2 separate regions of the Rattus norvegicus genome follow, and region 1 is linked to region 2. The links are chromatin contacts, called in public Hi-C maps. All regions are on one chromosome and are shown on one strand. Each heading gives the region's core, a stretch centred on a gene start, on an enhancer-like site or on the middle of the called end of the contact. The rest is flanking DNA. Distances are from core to core; before and after follow the strand shown. Region 1 overlaps Atg10 (autophagy related 10). Region 2 overlaps Atg10 (autophagy related 10).

The links. A called contact is a pair of places that touch in the nucleus more often than the background predicts.
Region 1: a contact with region 2 is called in a Hi-C map of liver, with 9 times the contacts expected there. The contact joins two enhancer-like sites. A contact is called at or near these places in 8 of 12 Hi-C or Micro-C datasets (the A7r5 cell line, the Rat2 cell line, Schwann cells and 4 more).

The regions. Positions count from the first base shown.
Region 1 is chr2:24,001,950-24,006,431 of GRCr8, forward strand. The region is part of intron 3 of Atg10 (autophagy related 10); the gene reads right to left. Among named protein-coding and RNA genes, the nearest start is that of Atg10, 130 kb to the right of the region's middle. Within about 2 kb of position 1,597, at least 7 of the 93 cell types and tissues checked have an H3K27ac peak or open chromatin away from gene starts, as enhancers often do. A contact at or near this core is called in liver, where this site is marked.
Region 2 is chr2:23,888,008-23,892,595 of GRCr8, forward strand. The region is part of intron 5 of Atg10 (autophagy related 10); the gene reads right to left. Among named protein-coding and RNA genes, the nearest start is that of Rps23, 76 kb to the left of the region's middle. Within about 2 kb of position 2,009, at least 3 of the 93 cell types and tissues checked have an H3K27ac peak or open chromatin away from gene starts, as enhancers often do. A contact at or near this core is called in liver, where this site is marked.

The sequences.
Region 1 (4,482 bases), core at 347-2,846, 110 kb after region 2:
AGTTCCCCTGCTGACCGGCTGAGGTAGGTAAGGACACTTTAAGTCCCTGAGGTGTGCTGTGGAAAAAGAACCCACACTAAGGTGAACAAGCTCTCGCAGATACCTGACTTCATACTCCATTTCAAGGCCGTTTTAAAAGAACAGCTCCCTTTCTTAGCTTCCTGGCTTATATTCAGCTGTGTTTTAGAGAAAGACAATGATCACTGAGCCATTATCCTTCTGTGCTAGAAATTAAGGCTTCGTGCACATTATCCATGAAGATGAAGTGCGGCAATATTAAAAGCACCAGGCTAGTCAGAGAAAGCCAGATAGGAAAAACGACGTGTGCTTTTGGCTCTGCTTCCATTCAATCCATTTACATAACTGTTTACTCCATTCTTCGTTTTAGGCACTAAGACTTTTGTGGCTATGGGATGTGAAGGAGTTCAAGCAGTTCTTTCAGCCCATTCTGCATATGTAGAAAACTGGTTTTCTTTAAGAACTTTTGTGTGAATAAGAACGAGGGTATAACTACTATAATGGGGTGCTACTGTCATTCTTATACAAAAATCCTGACATCTACCCTCTGCAGCTTCTAAGAGAAGAGGGTGCCTGATGAGTGGGTGCCTCTCCCTGGCGTGAGTGCCACGGGACCACGGAAGTCAAGCACAGAGTAGATGACAGACGCCAGTGGAGTACAGAGGTTATTAACTTCCAGACTTGCTGCCATCCGGCCTTGAAACTACCAAGTTTCTATCTCGTGAGTAACACTGTCCAATCTTAGATTTAAACGTGGACTTGCAGCTCACAAGTGTGTCCTTTAGTACTCAGAGGGCATCATCACCCAAATGCACAGTTACATACATAGCTATAGAAAACAACCCTTACAGCTCAGAAGATCCAACAGCAATTCTGTTATACAGTGAGTCATTTCACTTTAAACTACTCAATGCTTTATTTCCAAATGAGACAACATGGTTCTGGAGCTGTAAATTAGCAGGCTTAGGCAATACCCAAGAAGACATCTTGAAGTGTGGAAGGAAAAATATTCAAAAAATGATTTAGTTTACTTTAGCATCATATAAACCCAATGATGAACGAGCATAGAGACTTATGATGTGGCTTAGTATTCAAAAAACAGTTACACCTGGAGCATTCCTTATGGTGTGTCAGTTGTCCAAGTAGCCAGCAACAGTATATAGCAAACTACGAATGAAAAGAAATTCTGTGGAAAATACAATACTTTGGCTGACGTCCACATGCAAATGTGTGGTGGTGTCAGATACTGCCACTAGTGGGTATTTGTTCTAACTGCTAATTCTTTCTGGACAGATGCAACATAAATGACCTCCAAACAAATCAATAGTACCACGGTTATTTCGAAACACCTACGAAAGCCAATAAACACCAGACGTTCTGAAACAAAGCTATATTTAACTGGATACGATATTGTATTCAGATGTTATCCTCCCAGTAATAGGTACCCTCTAGGATTATTCAATAATAATCTTGAAGAGCTTTACCAAGAAAAAGACTTCTACGTCCCTTCAGACAGGTCTCTCAAGATGAGATCTTTCCACTCCCCTGAAAAGTTAACCGAATACAGCAGGGGTCAGAGCTTTGAGCTGAACCTCCCTCTCTCTCTTCCCTTCAGTTAATTCCCGGGTTACAGCCAAAGGGAAACAGTCTTGCTGACTGTTCCCTAGTAGCTGGAGATTCATAGTAGGTGAAGACCGGGCTTAAATAAACTGCCTGAAGAATACAGAGAAAAACAAATTACACGTGCTGACTTATGTCATTTTTGTAACTATACATTTTTTATCCAAAATTGAAAAACCATTTAAATTGATGGTTAGTTTTAAAAACAAAGAGAAAAATAGAATGAGCTAGTATCTACATAAAACTTGGATACATTTACAGACAAAAGAAAACACAAGAGAATATTTAGCATGTGACACATTCATATAGGAAAAAGAAGCAGAATGCTGCTGTTAGCAGTCCATCGGCAGTGACTACTAGAAACATCGAGAGGACCCTGTGACTCTAAGCTTGCTCGGATTCTTGATGCCCAGATCACGACACACGGACGTCAGCACCCTCCGAAGACTAATGCAGCTGTAACGAACAGGTGTAGATAACTCCATGCCAGGCATACATACATGCATTACACTCTAGCATAGACTTCTAGAACATTAGTCTTTGTGAGGGACCTGAAGGCCAAGTGGGAAGAAAGAGGAGGGAGAAAGGCTGTGGCTACGAACAAGCCACAGATATGTACTAGACACGTGTCCAAACTCGTGTGGAACGGCTAACCGGAGTGGACATGGCATCAGGGCTAGGTTCAATGCGGTCCTCATCAAAGCCATTTGCTTCTTCATATTAGATGCTGTGTTGCTGTGTGTAAAGCTTTACACATTATTTTACATCTACCTAGAACATGGAAATAGTTAAAAAAAATATTTCTAGAATTTTCTTTTGAAACCAGAACATTTATTTTATGATTGATGGAAATCCTCAAGATGATCTGGATGCTGCAACAGCTGCCCTCTTGGGTCTAGGTGTTGTTCCTGAATGGAATCCATGTCTGAATTGGCGGTAGACGATCGATCTTTAGGTCCCTCATCCGACCAGTCCCGGGGGCGTTTCATCTCTTTGCCTTAGCACTCCAGCTACTTTCTCTTGCGCTTGGCAGGGTAGCCGCATTTGCCACAGGTCAACTTCTGAAGGCCTCAGAGCCACAGCATGTGCGTCTTATCGAGACACTTTCCAAAGGATGATGCTCCTTTCATCATCTTGCTTCTACTGGCAAGGCCAAAGAGCATATTTCTAGAATTTAACCTCTCATAATTCTTATGTCCTCATAAGTTTTGAAATATTCATTTACCATTATTATTATTATTATTATTATTATTATTATTATTATTAGGCACATGTCACAGTCCATGTATGGAGGTCAATAGACAACTGTGTGGAGTCAGTTTCTCCATTTACCTTTCTACAAGGATAGAACTTGTCACCAGGCTTCTGTGCCTGCCTTTAACTGCTGAGCCATCACACCAGACCATTATTATTCCATTTCCATGTAGCCCATCACTGAAGGAAGCCAGGACAGGAACTCAAACAAGGCAGGAGCTGGCTTGCTCCCCTCGGCTTGCTCCTGCTGGGTTGTTCAGTCTGCTTTCTAGTGGTACCCAGGATCACCAGCCATGGCATCATACACACTGGGCTGAGCTCTCCCACACCAATCACCAAGTGAGAAAATGCCCAATAGGCTTACATACAGCCAATCTTAAGAAGGCATATTCTTAATTGAGGCTCCCTCCTCTCAGATGACTTTAGCTTGTGCCAAGCTGACACAAAACTGCGTACGTAGCACATGGTGCAAGGTACAATGACGTCCTGGGATCACGAGTCATAGCCCTAATGTGCATAAGATCTTATAACTGTGAATATGCAAAGTATAAATCATGCAAGCTTCTTAATGCCTTCCTAAAAAAACATGCAATAAAATACTACAGGAGGACAAAACAACCATCAATTAATCTTGGGTTACACGGTTCATGCTGTATCCTTGGAAGGTGTAAGGCGAATGAAATGTCAACCAACTGAATAAATCTTCCCTGTGGACTAGTCACAGGACACAGGAGTTTGTTTATCAGAAACATTTCTAAATATGCATGTGGTACTTATTTGTTTTTACGTTAATTAGTTCTAAAGTCAGGAAAAGGTACGCTCTGCCCTCTGAGTTGGGGACATGCTCTCCAGGACTACCTGCCTCCCACATCACTGTCCTTCATCCCTAATGCTCACGGACTCCATCCATTAAAAGAGTATGCTGAGTATCACATAAAAGTTGGACGGTAGAGCAAGTATTTGGTTTCAGGAACATTCGCCATTATCGATTGAAGTAACAGAAATCTTTTTTTTTTTTTTACTGAAATCCTTTGTAAAACAATGAACTTGACACTCAGCATGGCTTCTGTATGTGTATACAGAAGTGCTTGGAACAGAAGAGGGTAAAGATCACAGTCATAAATCAGGTCCCCTCTAACTTGACTCCTTAAATCCCAATCTGTAGGCTTCTAGAGAGTCAACAATACTGACATCAGAATCTCTTTTTTTGAAAAACCAGATTCAGTGTGGATTTGATGAGGCTACTAGGAAACTCTTTAAATGTACATTTATTTATTCCGTGCCTGTGGCTTTTGACACCTCAAAGTCCATCCTCAGTGATACACTTCCTCCAACAAGGACACGCCTCCTAACTCTTCCCAAAACAGTTCTACCAACTAGGAACCGAGCATTCAAACATACAAACCTATTCTCATTCACACCATATATGGCTAGCACTTTAATGCACAGAACATCTCCCCAGCCCAGCAAATTCTCTCCTGTACATATCTGGTAAACAATGCCCTTCTTCTGAACTTGTATAACTTGACTCCATCCCACCGCTGAGTCAGATACCTTGCATGGATCTCAAGTACTTGCTTCCCAATATCC
Region 2 (4,588 bases), core at 759-3,258:
AAAAGAAGATTCAGTTAACTTTTGTTGCCCCAATACAAACTGCATTGTAAAGTAACACTGTCTTAATATTGCAACTTTGCAATATTTCATCTAAACAGTACGCAGCATCTTTTATAAGGTCCTAGGCAACTAGCTTAGGTTTTAAGCCACTTTCGACATGACCACTGAGATGTGAGGATGCGAACTGAGAAATGACCGACTTGTTGCAAAATGACACGGGGAGAAGGGTTGTGCTTGACTATCTAGAACACTTGTAAATATATAAAGTATGTCCTGACAGGTAGGGCAAGAGTCTGTGACTTTTCAAAACTAGTATGCTTCAAAGCTCTAGTTTCTAGGAACAGGCTTGTATTATCTGACATGAGTCTCTTCTACAAGCTGCTGGTTGAGTCTCAAAGGGCCACAGAAGTAGGCCATAGAAAATCAAATTAACTAAAGCTCATATTTGCCTGAGCTCCTGCATTGATCGGTGTATAGTGTTAACATACACCTCAGAAAAACTCTATTTACCCTGCAAAGGGTCTGAAAAGGAATATCAAGGAAGTGGCTAGTGAGATGGTTCAAAGGTTAAAGGGGCTTGCCATCAACTGTGACTATCTGAGTTCTATCCCCGGGAACTACACAGTAGAAGGTGAGAACTGACTCCAACCAGCTGTTCTCCGACTGCCTGACCTCCACACAAACAATGATAAAAACTGAAATACAACGAAAAATTGAAACAGGAATATTAAGTCTAGATATCGACCTACAGAACTGTATCTTTGATATCCTGATATGAAATTTACTCACAAACAAGGTGGCATCCAAACTTTCAACACGAAGCATAGTATGAAATAAAAAACAAAAACGAATGTGCACACGCCGACTCACATAAATGTAATAAGCAGTAAACATGCTTAAGACACACACATTTCCTCTTATTCAATTTTCTAAGTACAGAATGACATCCTGGGATGTTCTCCATAAAGGCCAGTTCATCCAAGCTCCATCTCTCCTCCTCCGCCACAGGGCAGGGATGGGCTCAGCCAGCCTGCCTGGAGCAAAGCAAGGCCCTAGAAGGCTCCTGCCCCAGCTTACTACCTATGTGGGAGCATGCCAAGTACTCAGGGAAGTAAGAGATGTGTCAGTGAAGTCTCTTATGCAGGGCTGAGAGGTTCTGACTTCTATGATTTACACAGCTTCAGAACTTGTTAAAAAAAAAACACACTGTTTTCAAGCAAAGTGGGTATTCAGAGAAACATATATTATAGAGATAATTTCATGTCTGTTATATCTTCACTTTTCAAATGTTTTTGTTTATGTGTACCTAAACACTATATACATGTCATTTTCAGTGTACTGTACAAACTGGTGATCGTAAATGAAACTACTACATAACTCTCTTAGATGTTTTCAACGGAAGATACATACCCACCATCATTCACTGAAAAACACACAAACTCTTGGATCTTTTATTTTTCTCTCTGTCATATTTCCATCCTACTTTTTATCTCAATATATATTTTATGTTTAAAATAATTTCATTGATCTTTATGTAAAGCTTAAAACAAATATATATAGAGAACATATATATTTTTCAGAAAATATTATATTGAGTATCTGATTTAATTGGCACTGAAAATTTTCACTAGTACTTAGTTGGTTGAAATAACAAATATATTTAAATTTTAATAAGGGAGGAAGCATACAAAGCAAAAGTAATTTTTGAAACTACGAGTAAAAGCATCGTATAGCATACATAAGTATTAGCACCTATTTTCATCAGTACATAAATATTTTCTATTAGTACAGTTTTTCATATGTATATAAATCACCATGACCATTTCAATATCCTACTATCATTATCCCCATCTTATAGATAGGAGAAGAAAGCTTAGATGGCTCCTCGGAGACTCTCTGTCTCCATATCCGAAGCACTTACCTACCTCCTCTGCTCCCTTATACTGAAAAGTATAATCTGGGCCGTGGGGTGCCATAAATGAAGTTGCCAAGTTACTGCTTGTTCAGTGTCCTGGTATGAGCAAAGCTCAAAGGGCATGGGGCAGGGGTGGAAGGGGAAAATCTCTGCTTCAAGTGTCTCCACAGTCAGGGTTTTTGAGCGGGTATCTATGAAAGTTGGAGATATAAAATCATTTCCCTCAAAGCATTATTCTCCTATATCTATTCAGAAGACAGTGTGAATATCAAGGGAACACCCCATTTTAAGGGCCGATGTCTACTCAATCTGAGATACAATAGAAATTAGAGAAAGTTTTGTAAGTCATTTTAATGCTTTTGAAACTAATTTTAATTAAAATTTAAATCATTTTAACCCCTGAATTTCATCTTAAAATGGCAGTCAGTGCCAACCTGGAATGACATGAATGCTAAAATGTAACAGCATGGTCGTAATCATAACTATAATCTACATGGTTGGCTTATAATGATGATATGCAATGCATGAGAAGACAGCAGGTCAATAATAGAGCTGTGCACACAACGCTCCTTTCAAACTCGGTATTTGCATTTCTATTACTGAGATCATTTCCTAATAATGAAGTTGCCATGAGAGAAGCCCCATTACTAAGGAAGCAGGGTTACAGAAACAGCATTATTAAAGCATCGCTGTGTACAGGAACTTTTATTAGGATGATACAAGTTATACATCATTGTAATAAAGTTCCTATTATAACTTTAATTGCGTAAAGCTTGTTTAGATATAGCAATGTGAGAGCTGCAGGACTTTTAATAAACTATCAAAATAATGCTCGGGTAATAGGATTGTTTAGAATATTAATACTTCAGGGAAGACCAAGCTCACTAATGGATGGCGTTTATTTCACTGATTATACATGGTCTATCAAAAATTAAAATGGAAAAAAGGGGAAGAGATGAGACATGATCTCTGATGCAGTATGCTAATATATGCGTGGAAACACATGCATTAGCTCTCCTTAATATAACAAATCAATATCTCCAATTCATTTGTTCATTCAATGACTATAATAATTAAAAACTTTAGTGCTCAGGTTGAAGGCCGGCTGGCAATCCAAATGCTAGCAACACAGTGAGAAAACCCACAGACATGCTGACATATGTTGAGAAGTGCCTGTCTGAAAAATGAGAGGCACACGAGCTCTGAGAACTTAAATACACACAGGCACACATACCTTGAGTTGACTTTACATGATTAATTCCTTCCCTTCAACCAAGAAACAGCGTTACACGTCACATGCGTACTCACTCTAAGACGCTTGTGCTCACTGTCTGTGATATTGTGATGCTTCAGAGTCATAGCTGCAAGTTAAAATTGTACTAAGGTCCAAAACAGGGGACTTTAGTATATGGGCTATTTGTTTATACTTCTTGATTATCTTTTCAAATGTTCTCTAATAGAGTCAGTCTTGGGCTGTTCTGTCTGGAAACATGCAGAGCATCCACCACCAGAGTCCGCCAGAGAGCCATCCACCACACAGTAGGCATGGAGACTTTATACCTGCTGCAGCCCTGGAAACAGGCAGAGACTGGCATAAACTGAGGAGATGGAGACTATGGCCAGCGCTATGGCCACTGCACCCTCCCACTCTATAGAGTAGCCAAGGTCACTGGTTCTAGACTCTTGTGACATGTCTAGGAAGCAACGGGGAGGGGGAGGGGGGCTCATTTGCAATCTGCTTGAGGAGCGAAGTGTTTTCCTTCATAAGAAAGCGTCTCCTTTCCACAGCCTTCTTCATCTGGTCAGCTTAAAACCCAGGATGTTTCTCTTCCCTGCTGACTCACGTGATCATAGGTGACTGTGAGCAGAAGCTCCTCTGATGTCACAGCTCTCAAGTCTTTGCGTTAACTGAGGGGCACTGTGAGAGCTGGTATGTTCGTTTGTAAGATTACAACATTCCCCTTCAAATATGATCTAGTCAAACTACTTTGCACTGGCAACGAGGAAATCTATTTCTTGAATTCGCAAATCTTGGAATCTTTTACTTTGTACTTTTTCATATTGAACAAGTACAGGGCTCAGCGGTGTCAGCTGACGAAACATCTGCCTGTCTGCCACGTTGCTGACACCCGATTATTTGTAGAAATAACAGTTTTCATGCATAAGACAAAAAGTTTAAACCATGTAATTTTGAAAAATCCAACTTAGGCATTCCTTTGGTTTTACAATTTACAGCAGACACAGACCTTTTTCTTTAACTCAAGGAAGGAGAGCAACCCCTTCTGTCTAATTGAGACCTCAGAGAAACACCACCTCGCCACGGCGACGGGAAGAGCGTCTCAGATGGACGCCTTCGGAGGCTCAGAAGTAACCTTCATTGAAGGAGGGGTTTTGGAATCTATGTTCACTTCATTGCTCTTATCCCCTTATTTCTCCAAAGCACCATTGAGCATCTCACAAAGCACAGCTTCCACCAAACACCCCCATTTCCTTCTACCACTGGAAGACAAACAGACCCCAAACAGACTCTGGCAGGCACCTCTCCTCAGGCCTTCTTTGCTTTGGGTTCTTCATTTTCTCCTTTTCCATTCAATACAGAAACTCAGATACTAACATGACATCATCCCTTGCTCAACCCTTTTGGGAACAGAAACCTCTTTCAACAACCAATCA